Linked DNA regions of Ovis aries: region 2 is linked to region 1. A link is a contact called in public Hi-C data. All regions are on one chromosome and are shown on one strand. The core of a region is the stretch at or near the end of the contact, and the rest is flanking DNA. Distances in the headings are between cores, read along the strand shown. Region 1 holds the start of EPOR (erythropoietin receptor). Region 2 overlaps PRKCSH (protein kinase C substrate 80K-H).

Region 1 (7,942 bases), core at 1,737-4,236:
CCACCGACTTTTCATTCTGTAACCCTGGGCAAGTGCCTGCCCATCTCTGAGCCTAGGTTTTCACAGGGAAAGGGGAAAGTTAGTGGAGAGGAGTCTGAGCCAGATGCCGAGTGGGGCGCTCACCGGCGGTGGGAGAGCAGGGCTAGCACGGCCAGCAGCAGTAGAATGAGCACGAGGACGAGGGAGAGCGTCAGGATGAGGGGGTCCAAGTCTGGGGGAGCAGGGAAGAGGTCAGGGCAGTGAACTTGGCCCCCATGCTCCGCCCAGCCCCTCCTACCTCCCTTGCCTGGGGCCTCACCACTAGCCGTCAGCAGTGACGCAGGCTCAGACCAGGCGCTCCAGAAGCCACCGAAGCTGGGCTCGGCCATACGCGCGCGTACCATGAAGGCGTAGCGCGTTCCGCCCCGCAGGTTGCTCAGCAAGCACTCCGTGCGGCCGTCGAGGATCTCCACCTGTAGGCGGGGCCCGGGTGAGGGGTGTGTCCAATAGGGGCAGGGAGGGAAAAGGAGGGCATGTGGGGGTGGACTCTGAGGGAGCCAGCCAATCAGAAAAAGGAAGAACAGAAACCAAGCATGGGGAGGCGGGCAATGAAAGTAGGAGGCGGGGCCCAGGAAGGCTTGGGGCCAATCAGGATGGGGCCCTGGGTAGAAACGGGCGCACTCCGGCTATTTAACAGCTGGGCCTGCGAACAGACAGGGCGGGCACTGGAGCGGTCTAGGGTTCCGGACAAGAGTTAAGAAAGGTTGAGTCCAGGTGGGCTTGGGGCAAGGGGGTCATTGGGAAAGGGCACAAATCAGTGGACGTGGAGATGTCTTGGGCAGGGCGTGGAAGGGACGAGGCCGACGGGGCGGGGCCCTAGTGACAGTCTGGGTGAGACTTAGAGCGCCTGTCTAGTCTGGAGCCCTTTGGGGCTAGGTTATAGGGGCGGGCCTCACCCTCTGTGCGCCCCCTGCGGCGTTCTCTGCCGAGATGTTCACCTCATAGCGGATAAGGCTCGCCATGGGTGCCCCAGGCGGCGGGAGCCAGCGCAGTACCACGTGGCCGCCCTCGTCGGCCCGCCGAGCCACAAGCCTGGCGGGAGGGTCTAGGAGCACTACGGAGAGGGGTTTGCTTAGGTGGGCGGAAACTGGGACTCCCTCCCGACCAATCCCCCGTTCCCAGCGCACTTACCCACTTCGTTGACGTGAATGGTACGGCGGTAGCGTGAAGCGCCCGAGGAGGCCGCAGTGACGTGCAGCTCTAGGGGCACGAAGCTCGACGTGTCGGCTGTAGGCAACGAGCACCAGAAACGCACCAAGCCGCGGGCGGTGGGCGTCTGATGCAGGCGGCATGGCTTCCACGGCTCACCCCTGTTCAACCAGGAACCAGCGAGGGTAGGGGGATCAAGTTTGAGGTTTCGCGGGGACCGAGGGCGCGTTTCTGGACACTACCACCAGGGGGCGTCGCAGCCCCGACGTACGCGACGCCTTAAGTCCTGCTTTGGAGCGGTATTGTTCCTGCCCTGAAGTTTGCGGTTGCCCTCCAGCAGTGATCACAGGAGTGTTCCAGCCCCGACCACTAGGGTGCACGTCAGCTCTGACTCCGTGAGCTTCCCACAAGTGCCCACCAGCAGAGATGCCAGCCGGTCCCTGGCACCAGGAAACATCCCAAGATGCGAGCTCCTGGGAAGTCTGCCCGGCCAGCCCGCCCCCTGCACCTGTGGGGCGCTCCATCTGACCCCGCCTCGTCCAACTCACTCGAGCTGGTAAGAGAAGCTGTAGTTGTCCGGGCCGACTCCGGCGGTGGCCGCTTCCTCCCAGAAACACACCAAGTCCTCCAAGCGCTCGGTGAAGCACAGAAACTCATCAGGCTCGCGGGCTGTCAGCAGGGCCGCTGAGGATGCGGGTAAGGGGAGGGGGTCAAGGGACCCGAGCCCCTTTCTCGAGCCACAGCATCCTTCCCTCCCTCCTGCTGCCTGTGCGGACCGATAAGAAAAAAAAGCCCCGCCCCCGTTCTTCCAGCGGGGCCCTTCAAAGGGTCCGCCGAAGTAGTGCCCCCCAAACTTCCAAGTGTAGGTTGCGTGTCTTATTGTCTCCCTCCAACACACACGCCGCCCACCAGCGACCGGCTTTGCTGACCGTAGCATTCAAGGCCTCCGCCTCCCGCTGCCGCCCCCGCCCCAGCCTAGGGACTTGCGTGAGGGTGAGTGTGTGTGCAGGAGGCGGGGTCCCCTATCAGCCCCGGCAGGCTCCCGGCGGCCCGATAGCGCCAACCGTGCCCCCCGTTCCCCTCCCTCAACCCCGCGGACCCAGGGATCTGGCGCCCGCATGCCAACCGTGTTTACAGTTGCCTGGGGCTCGGCCCCTCTGACTCGGACTCGGGTTTTACCCTCCCTTCCCACTTGGAGGTCGGCTAGATCTCCTTAGCTCAGCGACTCTAGCATACAGGACTCTAGACTACAGCACCACCCCTGCCCCATTTAGCGTTTAGCACGTCCCAAGTTCATTGAAGAGATAAAGCAGGACTCTTATGCCCCTTTCTAGCTTCTCCCCGAGAATCTAATCTGGGGATATAGACCCCAGCATGCCATGAGATCCCAGTCTAGGGGTTCAGACACCATCTTGGGCCCCAGGTCACAGACTCAGAATGAGAACCTGGGTGGCCCCAAGGATCCGGGCAGGAAGTTCGGGTCCCAATATTGCCCTCCAAGATCCAGTGCTGGGGTCCACACTCAACTCCACCCTTACCTTTGTTTTCAAACTTGGGGTCCGTTGGGTTGGGTGGGGGAGCCCAGGCTGCCCCAGCGAGCAAGAGGCAGAGGAAGCCAATTCCAGGACGGAGGGGTGACGGGAGATGATACATAATGTAGCCCCTAACGCCGGGGGCCCAGGGCTCCTGCCCTCCGCCCCCCCCCACTTCTTCCGCCCCTGGCACAGGCCACAGCTGGGTCAGCAGCTGCCTCCGCCGGACACAGCTGACCAGGCCTTCCCGGCCAGGCGCCTCCAAGTGGCAGCTCCCCCGAGGGGGCGGGACCAGCAGGCAGCCCGAGCTGAGATAAGAGGGAGGCAGCCGCCCTATGGGGCCTGGTTACAGAGAGCAGGGGCCCTGAGCTCCGCACCTCCTTGAGGGTGGAGGGAAGGAACTGCTCTGCTTTCTGCCTCAGATACACTTTCTTGCTGTGTGACCCTGGACGGGTTACTTACCTTATCTGAGCTTCAGCCTTTTAATCTATAAAATCCGACTTGGCACATAGCAAGCATTCAAAAAATGTAAACTGTAACTACTGATATTATCGTACTAATCAACATCTCTTCCCAGTCTGGGTAGGAATATAATAAGCCTAATAGTAGCCGTTGAATGTTTGCACAATGTTGGGAAGTACTGCCAGATAGTAAGTAAGTAAGAAAGAGCCTGCATTTGTAAAAATTACATGTATTCTAGAATGCGAGATTTTATTTGTGATTTTGGGGGCATTTTCTGCTTACATGTGTATACTCTTGGGATTTTATTTTACAAGGAACGTGCAGTTCTTTCAATAATCTGTAAAGTATAGAACAAATCATAAAAGCTGTTCTCTCGGGCTGAGCTTCAACTGGGGTAAACACCCTCCGCCCAAAGGAGACGCATGCCTGGGGAAGCAGGGGATACCTACTTTATTGCGTCAGCCAGCCCCAGATTAGCCAATCAGAGAGCTCCATTCCCTGGAGCACGGTAATTGGTTCAGGGGTGGCATGTGACCCAAGGGGATCCAATGAGCTTCCATTCTGGGACTTTTCCCTGGAGTAGCTAGGAAAGGAGGTGCAGCTTTCTATTAGATGACGGGGTAGGCAGATGGAGTAGCCAGAGACATCTTTGTCATTAGGAGGAAAAAAATTGGCTGATGGTGAAGCTAAGGTGGGCTTCTGCACTGTCTATTCCCTCCACTTGCAAGGTTCTTCCTCTACATGGACATGCAGCTCACTCTCAGTTTACTCAGGACTCTAACTAAACGTCACTTCCTCAGTGAAGTCCTCCTGGATCACCTGTTCAAAATAGCAACCCTCTCACCGCCCACCCCTCACCCCCCACAATGTCAGTCCTTAAATGGTTTGGCAGCAGCAGCAGCATTTTGCATTCCCTGTACTTTTCGTATAAATATGTAATATGTATTTGATGTTTTGTTATTGATTCGCCACCTTCATTAGTCTGTTTTGTTCATTTCTATATCCCCAGCACCTACAACAGAGCCTGGCATACAATAGGAGGTCAGGAAATATTTGTGGAGTAAAAGATAAGCGAAAAACCAACCTGAGAGGTGTAGGGAGACAGCTGACCTGTGTTAGCCACTGGAGAGAGCTATTCCTGAGTACTCCTACACCTGTTTTTTTTTTTTTTTTTAACCTCCTGCACTTTTAAAAACAGAAGTGGAGGGATTCCCTGGCTGTCCAGTGGTTAGGACTCTGTGCCTCTGCAGGGGGCGTGGATTTGGTCTCTAGTTATGTAACTTCTACGCAGAGTACATCATGAGAAACACTGGACTGGAAGAAGCACAAGCTGGAATCAAGATTGCTGGGAGAAATATCAATATCCTCAGATATGCAGATGACACCACCCTTATGGCAGAAAGTGAAGAGGAACTAAAAAGCCTCTTGATGAAAGTGAAAGAGGAGAGTGAAAAAGTTGGTTTAAAGCTCAACATTCAGAAAATGAAGATCATGGCATCTGGTCCCAATCACTTCATGGGAAATAGATGGGGAAACAGTGGAAACAGTGTCAGACTTTATTTGGGGGGACTCCAAAATCACTGCAGATGGTGACTGCAGCCATGAAATTAAAAGACGCTTACTCCTTGGAAGGAAAGTTATGACCAACCTAGATAGCACATTGAAAAGCAGATATATTACTTTGCCAACAAAGGTCCATCTAGTCAAGGCTATGGTTTTTCCAGTGGTCATATGTGGATGTGAAAGTTGGACTGTGAAGAAAGCTGAGTGCTGAAGAATTGGTGCTTTTGAAGTGTGGTGTTGGAGAAGACTCTTGAGTCCCTTGGACTGCAAGGAGATCCAACCAGTCCATCCTAAAGGAGACCAGTCCTGGGTGTTCATTGGAAGGACTGATGCTGAGGCTGAAACTCCAATACTTTGGCCACCTCATGCGAAGAGTTGACTCATTGGAAAAGACCGTGATGCTGGGAGGGATTGGGGGCAGGAGGAGAAGGGGATGACAGAGGATGAGATGGCTGGATGGCATCACCGACTCGATGCACATGAGTTTGGGTGGACTCTGGGAGTTGGTGATGGACAGGGAGGCGTGGCATGCTGCAATTCACAGGGCTGCAAAGAGTCGGACACGACTGAGCAACGGAACTGAACTGAGGGGAACTAAAATCCCACATGCCTTACTGAGGAACAAACAAACAAACAAAAAAAACAAGTCAATGAGAATCTCTTCCTCAGGAAATTGGCATTTGGATTGTGTTTGTGTGTGTGTGTGTGTGTGTGTGTGTGTGTGTGAGAGAGAGAGAGAGAGAGAGAGAGAGAGGGAGAGAGAGAGAGAGGCAGAAACTGTAAACTGTTTCCTTGGGTAAGAGCATATGTTCTGATGCATTCCACGTGTCACTTGCCCTGAAACCTTAGATAAGCTACTTAACCGTCGCTCGTCTTGGTTTTTCATGTATAAAATGGGCATGATAATAATGCCCCCTCACAAGGCTTATGTGAGGATTATGAATAGATTACATCAGGTTATGAGAACATGCCTGCCACACAGTAAGTGCTCAGTAAGGACAGCAATTATTTGCTTAAGCTAATTTAAGAAGGACAGGGAAGATTGTGCTGCAGTCCATGGGGTTTGCAAATAGTCTGACATGACTTAGTGACTGAACAACAATAACAATTTAAGAATCCTGCTACTTACATCCAATTGCTTTTTTAAATGAATTAATTTGGCTGCATTAGGTCATAGCTGCAGCATGTGGGATCTTTTGTTGCAGTGTACAGATTCTCTAGTTGTGGCATTCAGGCTTAGTTGCTCTGAGACACATGGGATCTTAGTTCCCTCACCAGAGATCAAACCCGTGTCCCCTGCATTGCAAGGGGAATTCTTAACCAATGGACTGCCAGGGAAGTCCCAGGCATTTTCCTTGCATGGCAGGTGGACCTGGTGGGGTGTAACAATGGCACTGCCCCATGAGGGTGATCCTGCCTTGGAGTGGGGCAATATTCATTTATTAACTTTTTTCTTTTTTGGCTAGTGTAACAGAGACCCAAATAATACTGATGGCTTAAATAAGCTGGGCATTTAAGAAGAATATGTATTTATTTGGCTGTGTTAGGTCTTAATCACAGCTCACAGAATCTTTAGTTGTGGTGTTCAGCATGTGGCATCTAGTTCCCTGACCAGGGATGGAAGTCAGGCCCCCAACACTGGGAGTGCAAAGTCTCAGCTGCTGGAGCACCAGGGAAGTCCTGAGATAGATATTTATTTTCTTTTGTAACAGTTCGAGTAGCAGCAATACAGTATGTTTGCTCCGTGGTCTCAGAGGGCCATGATCCTTCCAGTTTGCAGCTCAGTTGTTCAGATGGTGTAAACCACCCAGTCCAAGCTGATCCACTCCATATCTTCATTCTAATCAACCCAAGGCAAAAAAAGGCAGGAGAGGACATACCCCTTCTCTTTAAGGGCAGAGCCTGGAATGTACCCACATCCTTTCCCTTTACAACTCATTGGCTGAGACTTGATCATATGACCACATTTCACTGCAAGGGAGACTGGAAATACAGTCTTTACCCTGGGTAGCCAGTTGAAAAATCAGTGTTTCTGTAACCATAGAAGGTTATTGGATTTCGGGAGTCAATGGACAGTCTCATTCTCAGAGCAAATCAGAGGCAAGAGACTCTGTTAAAAGTCCTGGTGACATCTTTTGAGTCCCTGGATCCAACAGTGCCTGCAGCTGGCCCCATGGAACTTTTCAATTACAGGGGCATTCATTTCTATTTTTTTGCCCACACCTGTTTGAATTGAGTTTTCGATCACTTGAAATAGCAAGAACCCTTATTAATACAGTTAGATATAAAGCCCATAGTTGATGTCTAGCAGAGTGGGAGTTCATAACTGGGTATTATTGTTGTTGTTGCTGTTGTTGTTATGATTGTTTTTCACATGATGATATTTGTCTCAAGTCCTGATGGAATTTCATTTCTTCCCTCTCCCATAAACACAGCAGGAAAGAATTATATTACCCCAGCAATGTTGAGGGACAGAGTCCTGAACCCTGTGTGTGACAGAACCCCACTCCCACCCGCTGCTGGTGTGAGCCATGCCTCACTCAACCCCTTTCTGAGGGCTCTTAGTTTGTCTTTTCTTTTTAAATTTTTATTTATTTGTTTTTGGACGTGCTGGGTCTTCATTGCTGCACAGGATTTTCTTTAGGCAGCAGGCGGGGGCTACTCTTTAGCTGCAGCGCGCAGCTTTCTCATTGTGGTGGCTTCTCTTGCTGTAGCTCTAGAGCTTGCACACTTCAGAGATGCAGCACATGGGCTCAGCAGTTGGGTTCCCAGGCTCTAAAGCACACGCTCAGTAGTTGTGGCACATGGGCTTAGTTGCTCTACAGCACGTGGGATCTTCCCAGACCAGGGATGGATCCCGTGTCTCCTATGTGGGCAGGCGGGCTCTTTACTACTGAGCCACCAGGGAAGCCCTTCTTTGCTTATTTAAATTTTTATCCTAATGAAGAGTAGACTTGGGGCATAGGCGCAGAACAAACAAGACTGACTCCTGTTTTATAACTCTGGTCACTGTTTTCATCCATTTTTGCCACTTTTGGAGTGTCTCCAATAGTTACAAGGTTTCTCTGGGGGAGGGTCTGAGCCCTGGCATCCCACCCCTTTCTATAAGATGAAGCTCTCCACCAGCCACCCCACGGGCTGGTGTCTTTGGAATAGGGATCTGGTGCCAAGAGGGTCAGAGAGGTGAGGTCCAATAA
Region 2 (7,942 bases), core at 3,378-5,877, 42 kb after region 1:
GCTCGCAGGCTCTGGGTGCACAGACTCAGTAGCTGCCGTGCTCAGGCTTAGTGGCTCCACAGCACGTGGAATCCCCCCCAGACCAGGGATCGAACCCGTTTCCCCTGCACAGATTCCTGTTCTTTGCTGGAAGCCTGATTCTTAACCACTGGACCCCCAGGGAAGTCCCTGGGCCCATTCTGGCCCTTCTGGTCTCCTGATGGCCTCCCTCCTTCAGGCCAAGCTATTCTTTGGCCCAGCAGTCTTCCTGGCTCCCCAGTGTCTTGGGTGGGACAGCATTTGGGCCACCGCTGGCTGGTTACAATGCCCCCTACCGTCGAGGGCTTCTCCCTGCTCTCTGTACCCTGTGTGCTTGCCATGTTGGTCTGATTGCCTGCCCACACCCCCGCCAGCCCTGCAAAACTGCTGCTGTTTGTTGCTCCCAGGCCTCTGCTCCAGCCATGCGCACTGCAGACATGTGTCGAGCGGGCTGCAGGCCCAGTGCTCAGCGGTGACACACGTCCACCTCTGTAGAAAATGCTGCTGGACAGTGCTGGTCTGCATGGTGTATGCGTGTTGTGCTCTGTCCCCGGGTGCCTCGTTTCCTTTTACTCTTTGCCCTTTGTTTTTTTCTCACTGCAGTAAAATTCCAGTCATGTCACAAATTCACCATTTCCGCCAGTTTTCAGTGTCTGATTCAATGGTGTGAGGTACATCCACACTGTCAACAACGTCCAGCAGGACGTCGTCGCTGTTGTCTAGTTCCAGAACATTCCTATCACCCCAGGACAGACCCCCAGGTCCATTAAACTGGCCCTTCAGATCTCCCCTTGGCCCCGTCCCCAGCCCCCGGCCCCCTTGCATTGGCTTCCTATTTCCATGGATTGACCTGCTCTGGACATTTCACATCAAGAAGTCAGGCAGTGAGTGGCCTTTGTGACTGACTGCTTTCCCCTAGCGTTGTGTTGTCAAGGGCCATCCGTGTTGTAGCCCAGTGTCGGGACCCCCGCTTCCTTTTGTTGTAGCCCAGTGTCGGGACCCCTGCTTCCTTTTGTTGTAGCCCAGGGTCGGGACCCCTGCTTCCTTTTGAGGAGCTGTTGGTCCGCTCTGGTGTCTGACGCTGGTGGGGTTTGTCTTATCCGGGTGCCATTTTCCCATCGGGTTTTTGGTTCTGACCTCCACTGCTCGTAAGTGGCTCTTGCGTATCAAGGGGCTGGCCCTTGGTGACTGAAGCTGCAGGTGTCTTCTCATTCACCTTTGCTGCCAGGAACCTTTGCTCTTTCTTCCCAGGCCATGTGTTAGAAAGTGAGTGAACTCTGGTCTTTGCTTCTGTTTCCACTTTCTTTTGCACCGTGTCTAGCATCCTTTTACACAAGGCTGGGCAGACTAGCGCCTAGTTTCTTAGTGTGGAATTGCTGACTCAGGTTCAGGGGTGGCACGCCACGGTGGTGTCACCGGGATTCCCAGAGGGTATTGGGGATGAGCATGGGCTGTGGAGGCACGTGGCCTGGCTTGGTCCCCGGCTGTGCCCCTCGCCAGCTGGGTGACCATGGGCAGGTCCTTTCATCCCACCTGAGCCTGGGGCTTTCATCTGTGAGGACATTGTCAGCTGTCTCCTGGGACACAGGCCGCTCATCCTGGTGGAGAGGGCTGGGACAGGCTGAGGAGAGACCATCAGAGCACGTGGGGGCTGCAGCACTCTGCGTCCTCTGGCCACGGCTCAGTTCCCGTCTTTTGTGCCGGTGGCTTCACCCCCTTCACGAGACAGTCCGCGGGGCCCCCAGGACATCTGCCTCACCTGGCTGCGCCCCCACCCCCACCTTTGTCCCCTGACCTTTTCTCCTGGGGGCCTCCTGAATGTGGCACACCTATGGTCCTCCCCCTCGCACCATCATGGATTGTTCAGACTCTCTGCAGACGCCCCCAGCTGCCCCTGCTGGATCCCCCATCCATCTGGCACTGCCCACCTCTTCCGCCCCCCCTACCCCACAGGCCAGCCCTTCTCATTGCCTAGCTCCCGCCCCCAGTCTGCCCCCCACAGTGGGCTGACTCAGAGCCCCAGCACCCAGATGGCCAGGCATACAGTGAGCCCAGGAGGTGCTGGGGACGGAGGATGATGGAGCTGGTCCTTCCACAGAGCAGCAGGCCACCTCCAAGGAGCAGCGGGAGCGGGAGCTGGCAGCCAGCGCCTTCCAGGAGCTGGACGACGACATGGACGGCGCGTAAGTGTGCCAGCGCCCCCTGCCCTGGGCTCCCTCCTCCCTCTCCCCGCTTTAGGAAACCAGCCAGAGCCCACCTCCTTGCCCTGGAGCCCGACCCCCTGGGGGCATGAGGGGGTGGGGAAGAGATGAGGGAAAACACCCCCTCGAGCTGGACAGGGAGACTCAGGATCTCAGTGCTTTCTGAAAGCCTACTCTGTGGCCTGGGACACTTTAGTGAAAGACGAAATCCTGACCAGTGCCCCTGAACTTACTGGCCAACCCCAAGCCAATGGCTCAGTGGAGGGTGGGCTTTAGGGAACAGGGAGGCTGGGCAGGTCCCCTGGTGGGAGGCCTGGGACTTTGGAGGGTTCTTGAGGGGAGAATGAGCAGGGCGATCCCCTTCCTGGTGGGCAGTGGCGGTGGGCGGCGGGATAGGGGCAGGATGTGGGGCCTGGGCCACCGTGGGTGTGTGGGTCTCCTGGGGTGGAGGATGCCAGGCCATGGGCGTTTCCTTGTTGGGCTCTAAGGGTGGGCCTTGAGGACTCGGCTGCCACTCCCACCCCTGTGCTTGTCCCTCCCTTTCGCTCCTCAGGGTTGTGGAGCCTCAGGAACGGGTAGGAGGCAGAGGACAGGGTGGCTAGGACCTGCCTTTCCCAGGGTAGAGACTGGACTGGGCCCTAACCCCAGACCTCATTTTTTCCCACCCTCCTTCCTGCCTTCTCTCCCTGCCCCAAGGTCCTGAAGCAAGTTCCCAGGAGGAGCCCTGGCCTGGGGTAGGAGTTGGGGGGCAGTTGACCAGGAGCCCATGGGCTCACTGCTCTATCGGCTTCTGCCTTTGTCGCTGCAGGGTCTCAGTGGCTGAGCTGCAGACCCACCCGGAGCTGGACACGGATGGGGACGGGGCATTATCAGAAGGGGAAGCCCAGGTACTGGGCCCACCCCTTCGCTGGAGATTCCTGGAGGGGATTGCCCCAGGGTGACCTCAGGGTGGGGGGCTGGGGTGGACAGAGGCAGGCCTTCTGTGGGCTACTCCCATGGAGAGTCCCCTGCTGGCCCAGGGCCAGGGTTCTGGGGGGCCCAGCCTGGCTGGTGTGGCCAGGCCTTGCCTGGTGCCTCAGGGCATCTCGTGGGGAGTTCAGTTCAGTTCAGTCGCTCAGTCGTGTCCGACTCTTTGCGATCCCGTGAATCGCAGCACGCCAGGCTTCCCTGTCCATCACCAACTCCCGGAGTTCACTCAGACTCACGTCCATCGAGTCAGTGATGCCATCCAGCCATTTCATCCTCTGTCGTCCCCTTCTCCTCCTGTCCTCAATCCCTCCCAGCATCAGAGTCTTTTCCAGTGAGTCAACTCTTCGCATGACGTGGCCAAAGTATTGGAGTTTCAGCTTCAGCATCATTCCTTCCAAAGAAATCCCAGGGCTGATCTCCTTCAGAATGGACTGGTTGGATCTCCTTGCAGTCCAAGGGACTGTCAAGAGTCTTCTCCAACACCACAGTTCAAAAGCATCAATTCTCTGGCGCTCTGCCTTCTTCACAGTCCAACTCTCACATCCATACATGACCACAGGAAAACCATAGCCTTGACTAGACGGACCTTAGTCGGCAAAGTAATGTCTCTGCTTTTGAATATACTGTCTAGGTTGGTCATAACTTTTTTTCCAAGAAGTAAGCGTCTTTTAATTTCATGGCTGCAGTCACCATCGGCAGTGATTTTGGAGCCCAAAAATAAAGTCTGACACACTGTTTCCACTGTTTCCCATCTATTTCCCATGAAGTGATGGGACCAAATGCCATGATCTTCATTTTCTGAATGTTGAGCTATAAGCCAACTTTTTCACTCTTCTCTTTCACTTTCATCAAGAGGCTTTTTAGTTCCTCTTCACTTTCTGCCATAAGGGTGGTATCATCTGCATATCTGAGGTTATTGATATTTATCCCGGCAGTCTTGATTCCAGCTTGTGTTTCTTCCAGTCCAGTGTTTCTCATGATGTGCTCTGCATAGAAGTTAAATAAGCAGGGTGACAATATACAGCCTTGATGTACTCCTTTTCCTATTTGGAACCAGTCTGTTGTTCCATGTCCAGTTCTAACTGTTGCTTCCTGACCTGCATATAGGTTTCTCAAGAGGCAGGTCAGGTGGTCTGGTATTCCCATCTCTTCCAGAGTTTTCCACAGTTGATTATGTTAGGTTCCCTGTACCATGCTCCCCCTCCCTACCCAGCATGCACACCTGGTCACCCGCCGCCTCAGCTCTGCCCTCACTGGCCTGGAGCCCTGCTCCCCACCCCATTGCTGCCCTGCTGGTCCTCACTCCCCACCTCACCCTGGCCTCTCTCTCAGCTCCTCTCCCTGGTCTCCAGTCCCCACCGGGCACCTCTCTGGCCCCCGCCTCTTTCCCACAGGCCTGTGCTGCCCCCTTCTGGCAGCCGCTCCTCACCCAGCCCGGCGCCAGTCTGGCCCTGGGCAAGTCAGCGCGTGCTGTGCCTGGCACCGCAGCCTGAGGGCCCCTGCACCCACTACAGGAGTGCCTGGGTTGGAGGTGGGGGGCACGTGGCGGTCCTGCCCCTGACCCCACCCCAACCTGACGCACACAGACCCTCCTTGGGGGAGACATGCAAATGGATGCTGCTTTCTTCTATGACCGCATCTGGGCCGCCATCAGGGACAAGTACCGGTCTGAGGTCAGTAGAGGGAGGGGAAGGATGTGATCCCAGTCCCCTCGCCGCCCCTGGACGCCTCACAAAGGCATTGCCTCCAGCTCTGGCACTGGGCCACCCTGGCCAGCTGGGCAGCCCCACCTCCTCTACAGAAGCCACCCCGCCCCCAGCTGTCTGTCCCTCCCTCCCTCTCTCTAGGCTCCTTGGAAGGGGCCGCCCTTGGCTCTGGGGGTGGGGGTGGACCCCTGAGTCCTCAGCACGACCTCTCCGCACATCCGGCAGGTGCTGCCCACTGAATACCCACCATCGCCTCCTGCACCCGATGTGATGGAACCCAAGGAGGAGCAGCCCCCCATGCCCTCACCACCCACAGAGGAGGAGGACGAAGACGAGGAGGACGAGGAGACAGAGGAGGATGAGGATGAGGAGGACGAGGATTCCCAGGGGGAGCAGCCCAAGGTGGGTGTTTAGGAGTGGAGGGGGTGATGGGTGGGAGTGGGGTTACTCGCTGACTCTGTCCCCCGACCCCCAGGACACCACAGCCCCAGTCCCAGCCCCCCAGACAGCCAGCCCCACCGAGGAGGACAGGATGCCGCCGTATGATGAGCAGACGCAGGCCTTCATCAACGGTGAGGGCTGAGCCTGGAAGGGAGGGGCCCCTCCCTGTCGCCAGCAGATGCAGGGACCCAAGAAACAGGCCCCGCCTGCTCCTCTAGGGGGCCTGGGGCTGGCCCAGGCAAGCCCAGGGAACTCCAAGCCACCTAGAGGGGGCTTCTGGGCCCTGGGGAAGCTGGCACCACCACACCAGTCCCAGGGGACCTTCTGCTTCCTCACGGGTGGCTGTTGTTTGTGCCGCCCTTGGCAGGCGAGGAACCAGCAGGGCCCCAGGAGCCCCGGCCCTACTCCCTCAAGAGCTGAGAGCCTGGGCGGGGCGGTAGGGTCTGCTTGGCAGCTGGCAAGGCCCAGGGGGTGTTCCTGGGCCCTGTCCTTACCCAGAGCCAGCCCTGGGGCTGGGGCAATCAGGCCTGTCTGCACCACCCCTGCCCTCTCTTCATGGATGGGGTGGGGACACCTCTGACCTCCTTCCCGACCCCACCAGCCGCCCAGGAGGCCCGCAACAAGTTTGAAGAGGCCGAGCGGTCCCTGAAGGACATGGAAGAATCCATCAGGTATGGGGGTACCCATGCAGTCACAGCAAGGCCACTTCTCCACTGCCCCATGGCCGCCTGCTGCCCAACTCCCCAGAGATGGTGGCGATGGAGAAGTCACTCAGGCAACCTTTGCAAGTTGGCGGTGGCTCCTGCAGGGAGAGTCCCCAGGCGGAGGGGACTGGAGCCCAGGCCCTGAGAGACCCTCCGCCACTCGAGCGGGCCTTCTTGGCATTGTCCGGAGTCGGGCTGGCATCCCCCACTGCCCTTTAACCTCCGGGTCTCCCCTTTAGGAACCTGGAACAGGAGATTTCATTTGATTTTGGCCCCAACGGCGAGTTCGCCTACCTCTACAGCCAGTGCTACGAGCTCACCACCAATGAGTGCGTCCCCTCTGGGCACGTTGGTGGGTGGGCTTGATGGGTCTGGGCCTGAGCAAGGATGGGGTGGGGAGGGAGGTGGGTGGGCTTAGGCACAGTCACTGGGATTTGAGGTACCTGCATGGCCCCGGTGTGGGGGGTTGTCGTGGAGGCTGGGACCCCTGTCCCCCCAACCCACCAGCCCCATCCCATGACAGGTACATCTACAGACTCTGCCCCTTCAAGCTTGTCTCGCAGAAACCCAAACTCGGCGGCTCCCCTACAAGCCTTGGGTGAGTGAGCTCGGGCTGGCCCACCTCTCGGCCCCTCATCCCCACCCTCGGCCGCCCCGGCCGGCCCCTCTCAGCACCCCACTCTCCCATAGCACCTGGGGCTCGTGGGCTGGCCCCGACCACGACAAGTTCAGCGCCATGAAGTATGAGCAGGGCACAGGCTGCTGGCAGGGCCCCAATCGCTCCACCACAGTGAGTGCCCGCAGGCTGGGGGAAGTGGAGTGGGGACGTGGCCTGCAGAGCCCACCTGAGCCCCACCTGCCCACCCTAGGTGCGCCTGCTGTGTGGGAAGGAGACAGTGGTGACCAGCACCACCGAGCCCAGCCGCTGCGAGTACCTCATGGAGCTGATGACGCCAGCTGCCTGCCCAGAGCCCCCGCCTGAATACCCTGTGGAGGGTGACCATGATGAGCTCTAGCCCCGCCCCACCCTGCCCAGCGCAGAGGTAGGTGGGGAGGTGGGGGTCACTCCCGTCCCCTACCGTTCGGGAGCATGGTGGGGCGGGGGGTGGGGGGGGCTCTTGGCCACATGGCTTCTCCCCCATCCATCTCCCTTCGTCTGTCTCATTTGGTTTCTCTCTGGTCCCAGAAATCAAGATGTGGAACCAGCCCCCAGTGGTGCTGCCCATCCACCCCCGAGTCTGTGGACCAAGGCCTGCCCCTGTGGGTCACCTCACCCACCCCACAGGGCAGGAAGCAGGTAGGGCTCCATGCCCTGCTTTTGGTTGGCCAGCGGGGCAGAGCCATGTTCCCAGGCCCCGGCTGCCTCCACAGATGGAATAAAAGAGCCTGTCCTGCTTGGGCCCCCACACCTTGGGGGCCTGGCCCGCCCTGCCTCCCCACCCAGGGCATCTGCCTTCCCTCTTGGTGGGGAAGTGACTTGACCTGTGATCCCCAAACAATAAACATGATCCCTCCAACTCATCTGTGTCTGCCTGGCTTTGCTGGGGTGTGGAAGGGCTGGGGCTGGAGAGGGCTGAACATGGGAAGCAGCTGTGCAGATCCTAGGGGGGCTGGCTCTGGTTTGAGGGTCTCACCTGAGATGCCCCATGGACAGCAGAGCCTGGAGCCATGTAAACAGACAGCTGTTGGGTCACTTCCATCTGGGTTTCTTCCTGGGCTGGTCTCAGACCCCACCACCCCAATCACGTGTGCTGTGGGGAAGCCAGGGGGCTCCAGGTGTGAGCTAGGCCCAGAGAGGGACAGTGGCGTGCACTCAGCCACACAGCAGGGCCAACTGGTGTGTGGAAGCACAGATACCTGAGGCCATAAGATTCTGAACTTTTATTTTTCTGGCATGAAAAGT

Evidence for each region. A called contact is a pair of places that touch in the nucleus more often than the background predicts.
Region 2: a Hi-C map of hypothalamus shows a contact between it and region 1, with 4 times the contacts expected there. The contact joins the enhancer-like site here to the promoter of EPOR in region 1. A contact is called at or near these places in 3 of 16 Hi-C or Micro-C datasets (blood and hypothalamus).

What each region holds. Positions count from the first base shown.
Region 1 is chr5:13,506,013-13,513,954 of ARS-UI_Ramb_v3.0, forward strand. EPOR (erythropoietin receptor) reads right to left here and starts at 2,987. Exons shown (of 7, transcript XM_042249975.2): 1 at 2,727-2,987; 2 at 1,737-1,872; 3 at 1,171-1,349; 4 at 936-1,093; 5 at 299-452; 6 at 124-211. The coding sequence starts at 2,841. RGL3 (ral guanine nucleotide dissociation stimulator like 3) reads right to left here. Exons shown (of 16, transcript XM_060416286.1): 16 at 7,738-7,942.
Region 2 is chr5:13,546,109-13,554,050 of ARS-UI_Ramb_v3.0, forward strand. PRKCSH (protein kinase C substrate 80K-H) reads left to right here. Exons shown (of 18, transcript XM_042249979.1): 8 at 2,117-2,201; 9 at 3,028-3,106; 10 at 4,775-4,861; 11 at 5,120-5,296; 12 at 5,370-5,466; 13 at 5,937-6,006; 14 at 6,279-6,368; 15 at 6,563-6,637; 16 at 6,730-6,829; 17 at 6,909-7,082; 18 at 7,226-7,556. The coding sequence ends at 7,055. ELAVL3 (ELAV like RNA binding protein 3) reads right to left here. Exons shown (of 7, transcript XM_012177937.3): 7 at 7,906-7,942. Among named protein-coding and RNA genes, the nearest start is that of PRKCSH, 10 kb to the left of the region's middle. Within about 2 kb of position 4,628, at least 10 of the 54 cell types and tissues checked have an H3K27ac peak or open chromatin away from gene starts, as enhancers often do. A contact at or near this core is called in hypothalamus, where this site is marked.